Linked DNA regions of Lactuca sativa: region 2 is linked to region 1. A link is a contact called in public Hi-C data. All regions are on one chromosome and are shown on one strand. The core of a region is the stretch at or near the end of the contact, and the rest is flanking DNA. Distances in the headings are between cores, read along the strand shown.

Region 1 (6,139 bases), core at 1,979-4,478:
TGTGGATAGTGTCAATAAGCTACGATTTATATGGCAACCTTCTTTCAACCTTTGTCCAACAGATAATGCCTGAGCTGCTCTTTCACTTCCAGCAAGATCAACAAAGTTCTGAAAATGATAATTTAATTTATATAAAACTCTTCACACTATTGTGTTTCTTTATACCATTTTTTTTTATTAAACTTCTCATATTATAAGTTTTATGATCTAAAGAAAAGTATAGTTTCCATAGTCCATACCACACTAGCTGTTAGTTTTGTTGACTTATCCTTCCCTATGAACTCACGAGCTGAACTCTCAATCGTCTGCAAACAACAAATAATCACTCATGTGTAAAGTTCACAAAACACACATACTATGTGTGTGTTTTATGTGTAAAGTTCACAAAATATGTTTTTTTTTTTATATACCAATCTAAGGATTTGGTGAGATCTTGAACTTGTTTCATTGAGAGATGTCTCTCCCACTTTTCTTTGAGCTGCAAAAAACAGCATTGACTAATTAGTAAATATTGACCATTTTGCCCCTAAATAAATAATGTTAAACTAAAATGGAGGGTACCTTCACAAATAGATAATAGTTGCTTGAGATGATTCCAATCCCTTAGAGTTTCTTCTGTGAGTCTCTCTATGATTGTCCCTTTCTGAGATAAATAAAAATAAATAAACAAATATTTTTTATACTTCAATAAACTACAAATGTCAATGAACATGAAATGAAAATGAAAATGAAATTACCTCTGGATCATCTAACACCCTAAGTGGAATATTTTCTGTGCTTAAAAGGTCTCTTATGGCTTCATTATAGATTTCTATAGCCGAAAATTTCAAAACAAATGCCCTTTCTTCATGCTACACAAACAAAAAATAAATCATTATATCAACAAAACATCCAATATAGCAACTTTATTCTTATTAAGACATTGCTATAAATAGAAAGATTGTCAAAGTATAATGTTGTAATAGGAAGTATGATAAATAAATCAATGGAAGTATATCATAAAGTTTCATACTTTTTGCATATAATCGTATATATCGGCCACAGTGTACTCTGTTATCCCCATCATTGTGTATGTCTTTCCACTACTCGTTTGCCCATATGCAAAAATACTTGCTAAAAATGGAAACATTCATTAGTTAAGAGTGTCATTGACTTTGACTTTTCAACCAATAAACATAATTGGACTTACAATTGATGCCACTAACAACCGAAAGTGCAATCCCTTTAGCTCCTTCATCATACACTTGCCTAGTTGTTGCATCACCACTAAATACTCTGTCTGTTTCCAAACAAGAACCAATAAAATGAAAAGTTTTTAAAATATTTAAAATGTATATTTTAATAGCTTAATTAGAAAAAAAAAAAAATGAAAGTAGGATGCTATAATAAACAAATAGATGAAAGTAAGTTGATAGTTATTGGGTTATTGCATTTATATAAACTAGTTTAGAAAAAGCTAAAGTAAATCTTTAACTTTATATGATTAACCATTATTAAAAGATTTGAGTCTAATGAATAATGATCAACAAAGTAAAAGTGCATCATTTTAAGGATCAAAAAACAAAGTAGATCCAAAATTTATATCATATCATATGGCTTTGCAACAATGAAACTATTATGAATCTACCACCAACCAATTTGAATTTCAAGATCAAAAACTAATTAGATTCAAAACTTTCCCTAAAAGAGATTATAATCCAAAAAATCAAGAAAATACACTTATGAAGACAACTATAAATCTACTAACCTTTGTAAATTGCAATATTTGCAAGATCGGAAACCAATTAGATTCAAAAGCTTATATCATATCAAATGGACTCTATAAAATTTCAAACTTTTTAAAGTATTTACTAAATAAATTAACTAAAAAATGAAAAAGAATCAACTTACCAAATGAATATGCAGTAGGGAACATGGATCTTTCCTGCAAACTATTCCTAAAAAGAATCGTTGTATCATTGATACACTCCCAATCTGAAACATCATTTCTTGAAATTTCTTTATCATTCAAAGGCCTCAATCTCACCAAAACAAGAATCTTCTCCTCTCTTCCATTATCCATTTTCTCCCAATTCAACAACTCTTCTCCTCCAATTGCCCCCATTTTTATCAAAATCCCTCTTCTAAACCCCACAAATCAAGCAAAATCTCTCATTTTTCAAAACCCTAAATGATGCGATAACAGTTAAGATGTTAAAAACAGAGTTGTTGTTTCTGCTTTGCCCAAAAGGGAGAAAGCACCAACACTTGACCCACATGTCATCGCTTCACTTATATCTGCATATAGAAAAGCGAGTTTTTTTAGGATTGTTTAATAACTATTAAACAAATAACACATAGATCCAAACTATAAAAAGGGGTTTTAAAACACTAATCATGGGTTTGTTGGGTGATTAAGAACTTTGCTTAATCTTTATTCCCAAGCTTGAAACAAAGAAAGAAGAAGAAAAAAAAAAGAAAAGAAACTAAAAATCTCGTTTGTTGAAGTCCACACAACAGAGATCTGTTTGTTTAAGAGGACCCTACAATTCTTGAAAACTAAGTAAACTGGTTTTTTTTTCTTTAATTCAAATAAAGAAAGCAGGTAAAAGCTTGGAATTTTCAGCAATGGTGGGTCCCTAACGCGAAGTGAAGTTTACACCAAAAATCCATATAAAAAAACTCACATTCGAGATCTTTTTTGGCGGATTAAGCTTCTGTTCTTCAAAGTAAACTGTAATTTACAAAAAACCTACAAATGTAAAAGCGATTCGACAAGTTTTTCCCAGATTAACTGAAAAAATAGTGAAGGAATCAGAGATGAAGCTTCGAATAAACTGTACTTCACGATAAACCCAGATAAATAATAAATAAACTAACAATATAAGCAAGAAAACAGGGATTTGAATCGAAACAGATAATTAAATGCTTGAATTACCCTGCAACTCGGAAACAGCTCAAAATCTGATTTGGTATAAACTTTCTTTTAAAATTCCAACAATAAAACAAAAAAATATCATCTAGAAATCGAAAAAAATATAAATTAATAACAAAATAACCCCCCACGATCTCCGTGATTTCATAAAAAGAAAACGCACAGAAGCCTTGTTCTGCATTTACCTTCTTAGCAGCAACCGCTCTCTCTCTCTCTCTCTCTCTCTCTCTCTCTCTAAGAAGCTCAGATCATCGATTTTTCATCTGGGTTTTGTCTGTGAAATAGTTTAATAAGATTCTACTTGGTCTACTACGTATTTCTTCAGAGCTGAAAAGTTAAATGTATAGCTATATACAACTTTTAATGCGTGAAGTACAAGTATGTGAAGCATATCTGTTATGGATTATACTATTATATCCTTGGTAACAGGTATTTTCCTTTGCTTAACGTCTACTTTTTTTTTGGATTATTTTTTTATTTTTGGAGTCACGTGACTTGCAGAATTTCGGTGAATTTATTAATGTGTGTGTTCAAGACACCGTTAGACTTGAGATTTTTCAAGGCACGAGAATTTTTCCGTTGATTGGTACTATTGGGTCCACGTACAACTAGACAATGCATAACCTCCATATGCCTTTTCATTTATGGTATGTTATTCATAGGTAGTTGCAAACATGCATGAGTAGTTATACCTTTGTTGTTTTACCATAAACTAATTTTGTTATAAATTAGAATATGTTTAATTAGGAGTAAAATTGAGAAAACACAGAAGAGTTTTTGAAAACTGATTAATCAAAAAGAATAGACAAAATCAAAATCTAGGGTTTGGGTCCGGCTTTGTTTCGTTTCTATGAATGTAAAAATCGAGAAAAAAAAACCGAATTTTATAAAGCATATGCATCCCATGAAATCATGTTGTTTGATTACATATTTGACTGAGTCAGTGTAACTAGGTCTGGACTATCTGATTTGACTATTTGACTGAAACCATGGGACATCTGACTAGTTTGTGTTGACTGCTGAAAGTGACCATTTTACCATCTTTTTTTATTTTGTAACATATAAAATGTGTCGATTTGATAAAATATATGAATATAATTGATGAATATTTATGCAAAATATACAATATATCATACAAAATCCAACTTAATATAGATAATTACAAAGTCAATAAACAAAAATAACAAAAATAATTCTATATATGAAAGACTAGATCCAACTGCCACCATTCCAACATGTGATACATGGAAAACCACTTTTGCATGAAAGAATGTAAGGATTCCAACAAGAGGTTCTACTTGAATCAACAAGTTGACCACACCTAAATCACGAAATTACCAATGAAACAATCAACGCTAAACTACTTCTTTCAAGCCACGTCGTTGATTAATCTGATCAAGTTGAGACAAACAAACATCTTTTTTTTTTCTAATTTTCATAAAGTTGAGATGAATTAACCTCATCAAGTGAAATTACTTGTCATCTTTATGGGATTCCTTGAAAGAAAACATATTCTAAAACCAAAACTGAAACAAGATAAATCAAAACTAATTTGTTTTGTAATTGACTGTTTACATCCAAATCACACCTCTTCCTATTGGCCAAAATTGAAACACGATTAACCACTGATGAGTTGAAAGTTAATCAGTATTGTATTTCCTAGTAGTAAATCAGTAATCGCGCATTTGACATCAATTGAAGAAACGGTGGATATGTAACACAACCTAAATTATCAAATAAAATTTTTTCATTTAAAATAGTAATTAGTGGGTTCCCGATAACATACCCCACACAATCTACATAATCATAAAACCATATTAACCTTACAAGCCATGCATACAACATATACGGATGTCGTGGACTCCCTTCAGGGTCTTACTCCAGGATATCGTGGGCTCCCCTAGGGTCTTACTTGGAATGACATGGGATCCCCCACATGGTCTGATATCCAAGTGTCATGGGCTCCCCCCCCCCTGGTCTTTACCTGCAATGTCATGGGCTCCCCCACATGATCTTATATCCCAATGCCACGGGCTCCCCCGGGGTCTTCCATGCAACTATCACAAAGACAACTAGCATATCACATACCACATAAACAACTAGTATACCACATATCACATACACAACTAGCTGAATGGGTCGGCCTTGGTGCCTTCAACCCATTGGTATGGTGAGGAGACCCACCTCAAATGCGAACTGTAGCTGAGTAGGTCCAAACTCCAAGTATCAGCTCTGCCACCTACCTAATCATAAACAACTCCTTAGATACAAATTAACCCTTCAAACCTTAAAAGTCAACCCTTTTCAAGGTCAAAGTCAAGTCAAAGTCAATGCTCTAAGTTAACCTAACTCGTGGAGTCACCCCTCTAACTCGTCGAGTCCATCCCAAAGTCAGAGTTGCGATATCGTAATCCAACTCGTCAAGTTTCTCTGTTTCCCAACAGAATCAGGGTAACCCCGACTCAACTCGTCGGGTTCCCTAGTCTGTTAACTCACTTAATGCATTAAGCCCTTTTTCTCGAATCTAAAGGCTCCAAACTTCAGATCCCTAACCATTGAGACGTCTAGAAGGGTAAAGTTGGAAACTTTACCCCCAAAATATCATCTAATAAGCTTTTAGACCCAACCCTAGTTCCTTTGAGGAGGGTCTTGCCCCATTAAGCCCTTAAACTCTCATCCCATCATCCCAAAACACAGATCTGATGTCCAAGGGTGGACAAAGCACATAAAGTTTCGAACTTTACACCCATACATGCTTGAAACACACTCAAAGGTCCAGTTTAGGATTAAAAATGAGCATATTGCATGAAATGGGACATGGAGGCTATTAAAGTTTGCAACTTTAATCCTCTAGAAGTCTTATAGAGGCTAGGTCTACACTCTTAGCCTCTGCAACCCTCTTTCCTTTGGACATCTAAGCCAAAGTCCCAAACCAATCCCTAAACTACAAAAGATGAGATCTAATAAGCTACATGTCAAGGTTGTGACTATATACCTCCAAGATGTAGCCTTTGATGTAGAGTTTCTGGATCCAAATTCACTCCTCCAAGCTTGATACTTCTCTCTTCAAAACCTCCTTCACAAATCTCCAACAACCACTAAAACACTCACAAAACTCAAGGAACACGAAGGAAAGCGATTCTAGGATTTTCTCTGGGCAAGGGGGCTAGTAAGGAGGCCATCCCTAGGAATTAATGTTATTTATACAGGGTGCAATGTTCGAAA
Region 2 (6,139 bases), core at 1,607-4,106, 940 kb after region 1:
CACAATTAAGGTTGCTAAACCGATTGATTATCATGAAAGCTTACCATGATTAGAAAAGTCTCATTATTTTACAAGACTTACCATATTTAGGAAACCCTACTATTCAACTATCACGACAGCTAACCACAAGTAGGGTAGTCATATCAGTTGATTACCATGAAAACTTATCACAATTTGAACGGTCCCATTATTTTATAAGGCTTACCATATTTATGAAGCCCTACCATCTAAGCCAACAACAATTAGGGTAACCATATTGGTTTGATTAACATGAAAGTTAACCACGATTAGAACAACCCCATTATTTTATTATCACAAAATATTGCCACAATTAAAGTAGCCGTATCATTTTTTTTATTACAAAAAATACGTTATTATAGAAATAATAGTATGTTGCTATTTTATTTTAAAAATACAAGTATGTGGTTTTGAGTTAAAGATAAAAATATATTTTGGTTTTGATTTCATAATATAGATGCAATAAATTTTATATTGTTTCGATATAAAATTTTGATATTTAATTTTAAAAAATTATTTAGTTTTATCAAATTTTGAATATATTCCTTAATAATACAAAAACTTTTCAACAAAATATAATAATAAAAAAGACCGTTAGCTAATACTTTACTATGTTGTTATTAGTGCTAAGATAATTAACCATATAAACAGTATGACAATAATTTCGTTTAATTCATTTTATTTAATAGAAAATGAAAGTATTTTAAATATTTATATAAAATGAATTAAACAAAATTAATGTTATATTAAACGGAATTAACAAAAATAATATGACATTAATTTCGTTAAAAAATTTATTTTCCATTAAATAAAATGAATTAAATGGAATTTAATGTCATTATTTGTATGGTTAATTATTTTAACATGTGTAGCATCAAAGTTAACTATTATCTAACAGACCTTTTTAGTTTTGCTTTGAAAAAATCATGTCTTATTAATGAATATATTCAAAATTTGATAAAACTAAATAATTTTTTAAAATTAAATATCAAAATTTTATATCGATGCAATATAAAGTTAAATACATTAATGTAACACCCGAAACCAATAATTCTCCATTTTGAAACATTGTTTATAAATTAAGGTGTATTTCATTCTGATAATTGATATATTATATATCATTAACACAAAACTATCCACTAACAAAATCGGCTTGCATCATTACAAAATCATCTATTCTAAACAAAGTTTAGCGAGTAACTAACATAAGATTTTACCCATAATACATCATTAAATTATCATAATATAATCCCAAGATAACATCAATTTTAAAACAAGTTATATGTTAAGCAAGTCATTTCCCAAACACATGCAATGTCCTATATTTTACTCTGATAGGCCCAAGACAACAATCATGAAGCCTTACCATATTCGGGAAGCTCCATTATTCAACTATCATGAAAGTTAACCACAATTAAGGTTGCTATACCGGTTGATTATCATGAAAGCTTACCATGATTAGAATAGTCTCATTATTTTACAAGGCTTACCATAATTAGGAAACCCTACTATTCAACTATCACGACAGCTAACCACAAGTACGGTAGTCATATCAGTTGATTACCATGAAAGCTTATCACAATTAGAACGATCACATTATTTTATAAGGCTTACCATACCTGGGAAGCCCTACCATCCAACTATCATGAAAGCTAACCATAATTAGGGTAACCATATCGGTTGATTATCATGAAAGCTTATAACGACTAGAACAATCCTATTATTTTATTATCACGAAAGATTACCACAGTTAAAATAGTCATATCATTTGATTATCATGATTCCATAATTAGAATAACCACACCATTTGATTCTCATGAAAGTTTAATCAAATAACTCTGACATAGTTACTTGCATGAATACTATTATAAACTCTTTCCTTTGTTATATGTGGTTGAAAGCTTAATCAAATTAACATGAACACTTTGTCCACCACTTGGTATAACACATATAAAGCACTATCTTTCATAATTGGTACCTTTTTCAAAAGCAACACTAATGATAACAAAAGGTTTCCATTTAAAAGCATCTACGTATATACATGTGTATGATATTATATTATCTTGCACTAGGTTACATATTTCATAATCATCTACCTTCAATCATTCTAAATTAAGCTACCAATCTAAGTAGTTTATTGCAATCCGTCATAAACTTACCCTCCATGATCTATCATTGACTTCACTATGAGCATTCATATACACGATGCATGGACTTTTCCATGTTTAGAACATGTGCATATGTATTTCAAGAAGGTTCAAACATAACAAGTTACTCACATTGAGATACGGTAGTAAAGTTTAGTCCAACCGTTGATGTTTCTTGCTTAGATGTTACAAGATCACCAAATGTCCTATTAACAACATTAGTTTATAGAAATTAACAATTTCCAACCATCCTTTCTTAGCATCGATCTTCATAGAGTGTTTTGCAAATCATGTATTCATTTTCTTAGCATAAAATAGAGAAAAAACATTATATTATATGTCAAGACTTTGTTTTTAAAATATATAAGTTATCTCTCTCGTTAGTCGAGTTGATTAATATTGCATCTTGTAAACATATTATTATCGTCTTCATATAAATCGAAAACATCCGCTTGATTATTTTGTTGTTTATTTTACTTCAGTCTTTATATATGAAACAAAATTTTATACAAAAAATATAAACAATATTATAATTGTATTCAACTGCCATTTCTACAACTATATTCACATACAATATCATACCTAACATAAACATAAAAAGATATAATTTTTGATTTTTGAAATAAATCATGATTGAAATAAATAAATAAAAAATTTGATTTTTATATAATTTCTAATGCAGGGGTTTGAGATGGCGTCCAAAATCACGATCCTCCCACTCCTCACATAACATTCCATGATTATATGATTATATCTGTATAAAGAAAAATAAACTTAGGGTTAGGGTTTTACGGGATTTTAGCTATGGAGGTTGAAGAAGAAACCACCTCAAATCACCTTCAAGAATCTATAGCAGCAGAAACAACAACAACCGTAATCAGTGAAATCTTGTTAGAAAATACTACTAGTATTGATAAACAATCTGAAAAACAGCTATCGAATTTGGCACCCGAATCAAACAGTCAAGAAGAAAAGGACTCCTCTGTTTCTGTTCCTAAATCTGAGGGCTCGGAGGCATTCGTTTCGGCAGCGGCGGGGGAAAAAGTAGAGGAGCCTGTTCACTGCCGGAACTCGGAGTCGGTTGCGGCATTGAGCGGTGGTGGTGATAATTCGGTTGTTGTTGTGTCGATGAGCGTAGTGCAAGACTCCAAGGACGCGGATGATGGTGCCGTCAAAGAAATTGACGTGGCAGCGGTGGAGTGTGGTGGCAGTGAGTTGACGTATGCGGTTAAAGATGGCGGAGATGAGGGAGGGGAGGCTGTGGTTGAGCGGATTGGTGATCCGGAGGTGGTAGAGGAAATGGTGGGAAATGACGGTGATGATACCAATGTCGGTGAATTTTTGGAGACCGAGAAAGATGAGAATGAAGGTAACGAGATTATGGTAGGAATGGAAGGCAAACCTGAAGATGAGAAGGAGACGGTGAAAGAGGAGGAAGACGCTGAGGTGTTGAAAGTCGGTGATGATGGAGGTGTTCTCTCGTCGCCTGTTGTTCTTGTTCATAACGATGGAGGAGATGAAATGACAGATCAATCTAAAAACGATGGTGGTCTCAATGTCCGATCGGAAGATGTTGAGAATGTTCAGGGAATGGTCGGTTCTGATGTTAAAAACGATGGTCATGGAGATGCGCAGATTGAAAACATTGATAATCTCCAAGAAGATGAAGCAGTGGCAGAAGAACCAGTTGTTCCAGAAATTGTTAAGGAAGAAGATAATGTTTCAGATGAAGATGTTAGAGAAGATCAGCAGGAGGAAGCATCAGTGGCAAATGAGGAGACAGTTGATGGTGTTGGGGAAAATGAGGAGGAAGAACCCATGGAGGAAGATGAAGAGAAATCCTTAGATACCGACATAGAGACTGAGAAATCTTTAGACATTGAAATGGAGTCTGTGAAATCCTTAGATACAGAAATGGAGACCGAAGAAGAAATAAACTTAGAAGATGAAGAGAAAGTCCAAGAAGCAGATATTGAGACAGAACCTGAGTTGCCAGAGTCATCTAAGAAAGATAGTGGAGGAAAACGGAAAAGAGGAGGAAAGCTCTCAAAAACCACCACAAAGAAAACAATGGAGGAGGATGTTTGCTTCATTTGCTTTGATGGTGGAAATCTTGTGCTGTGTGACAGGCGGTGAGTGTGGTAATTGATGATTCATTTGGGTTTACAGGGATTGAATTAATCGTATTGAGCTCTTAATGTTATGTTGTTTGTTTTTCTTTTTCTTCAGGAATTGCCCTAAAGCTTATCATCCTTCTTGTGTTAATCGGGATGAGGCCTTCTTCCAATCTAAGGGTAGTTGGAATTGTGGTGAGTTTTTCTATTCGTTATGCGGTTAGCATACATTTGTGTTCATGTCATATATCATCAATATAAACGAGAGACTTGTTACCTTGTTTATACTTTTGAGATTAGGCGATAACCTTGTCAGTAATAGCTATTAAAGAAGTCAAATAGATTGGTGGATAATGTCTCTAGAAGACAGTGTTAAAAGATCTTTACTTTTTTGAGGGATATGCTTCAAGAAGGGCTTTGGATTTGATGTTTGTATCTAAAATAATTTAACCATTTTTTAATTCTGTTTTTACCTCTGAATCCAGGCTGGCATCTGTGTAGTATCTGTGAGAAAAAGGCTGAGTACATGTGCTATACCTGCACATATTCAGTGTGCAAATCATGCATTAAAACCTCTGATATGTTATGTGTTAGAGAGAAAGAGAAGAAAGGCTTATGTGAAGCTTGCATGAGAACTGTGATGTTAATTGAAAATCCAGAAAATCAGGTATGCAGTATGCTCAATTTTAACTCTTCTTTTTTGGGTATTTGATTATAATCAATAAAAAGATAAAAAGATACAAGATTTCTTTTTATTGAGATCACATGATGATGCCCTTTTGGTTTGCTATTTGAAATAACATAAAAAGATACAAGCTTTCTTGGATAATGACCAAACTACCCCTTGGTTTTTCTGATTTCTCTCCATATTCTGTAGGAAAATGCAAACTTTGATGATGAGAGTAGCTGGGAGTATCTTTTCAAGGATTATTGGACTGAAACAAAAGCCAAACATGACTTATCTTTATCCGAACTCATCCAAGCTAAAAAACAAGAATCTTCAATCACACAATCTGATGTTAAAGACGAGGGTAATTCAGACAATCCACCCGAGAACCCAAGTGCAAGAAAGACAAGAAGACAAACAAAGAAGCAAAAATCCGATGCTATTTCTGACGATTCTGCCCCTGAATGGGTATCAAAAGAACTTCTTGAATTCATAACCCACATGAAAAACGGTGATAGTTCTGTTATATCTCAATATGAAGTTCAAGATCTTTTACTCGAATACATAAAAAGAAACAAACTTCGTGACCCAAATAAAAAAAGTCAAATCATTTGTGACACAAGACTCGAAACCCTTTTTGGGAAACCACGTGTGGCACATATTGAAATGTTGAAGCTTCTAGAATCTCACTTTTTGACAAAAGAAGATTCTCAGGTAGATGATTTTCAGGGCAGTGTTGTTGATGATGATGAAACTAATGAAACCCTAGGAAAAGATCAGAAAGATAAGAAAAGGAAAGGGAGGAAGAAAGGGGATAAAAAAGAACCACAAACCAATCGTGACGATTATGCTACAATTGACATTCATAATATAAATTTGATCTATTTAAGGAGGAAGCTGGTGGAAGATTTACTTGATGATATGGAAATGTTTCATCACAAAATTGTTGGAACTTTTGTTAGAATAAGAGTCTCTGGAGCTAATAAGAATCAGGATATATATAGATTGGTGCAAGTCACAGGTATTTTTTTTATTTCATTTGATTTGTTTATAATTGCATATTACTTTCATTTCTTTCTATTAGTAGTGTATACACAATTAATGGAGATTGTGGATATAAGATTCTCCAATGATTTTGTGTATAGGTACTAGTGAAGCAGCAGAATATACACTTGGGAAAAGGACAACATGTG

Evidence for each region. A called contact is a pair of places that touch in the nucleus more often than the background predicts.
Region 2: a Hi-C map of leaf shows a contact between it and region 1, with 5 times the contacts expected there. The contact joins the promoter of LOC111903713 here to the promoter of LOC111903715 in region 1. A contact is called at or near these places in 2 of 4 Hi-C or Micro-C datasets (both in leaf).

What each region holds. Positions count from the first base shown.
Region 1 is chr8:214,910,902-214,917,040 of Lsat_Salinas_v11, forward strand. LOC111903715 (kinesin-like protein KIN-7E) reads right to left here and starts at 3,229. Exons shown (of 14, transcript XM_023899466.3): 1 at 3,100-3,229; 2 at 1,891-2,277; 3 at 1,190-1,279; 4 at 1,013-1,113; 5 at 738-851; 6 at 562-643; 7 at 411-478; 8 at 240-305; 9 at 1-108. The coding sequence starts at 2,104.
Region 2 is chr8:215,852,635-215,858,773 of Lsat_Salinas_v11, forward strand. LOC111903713 (zinc finger CCCH domain-containing protein 19) reads left to right here and starts at 2,857. Exons shown (of 10, transcript XM_023899462.2): 1 at 2,857-4,297; 2 at 4,395-4,474; 3 at 4,765-4,946; 4 at 5,157-5,967; 5 at 6,092-6,139. The coding sequence starts at 2,970.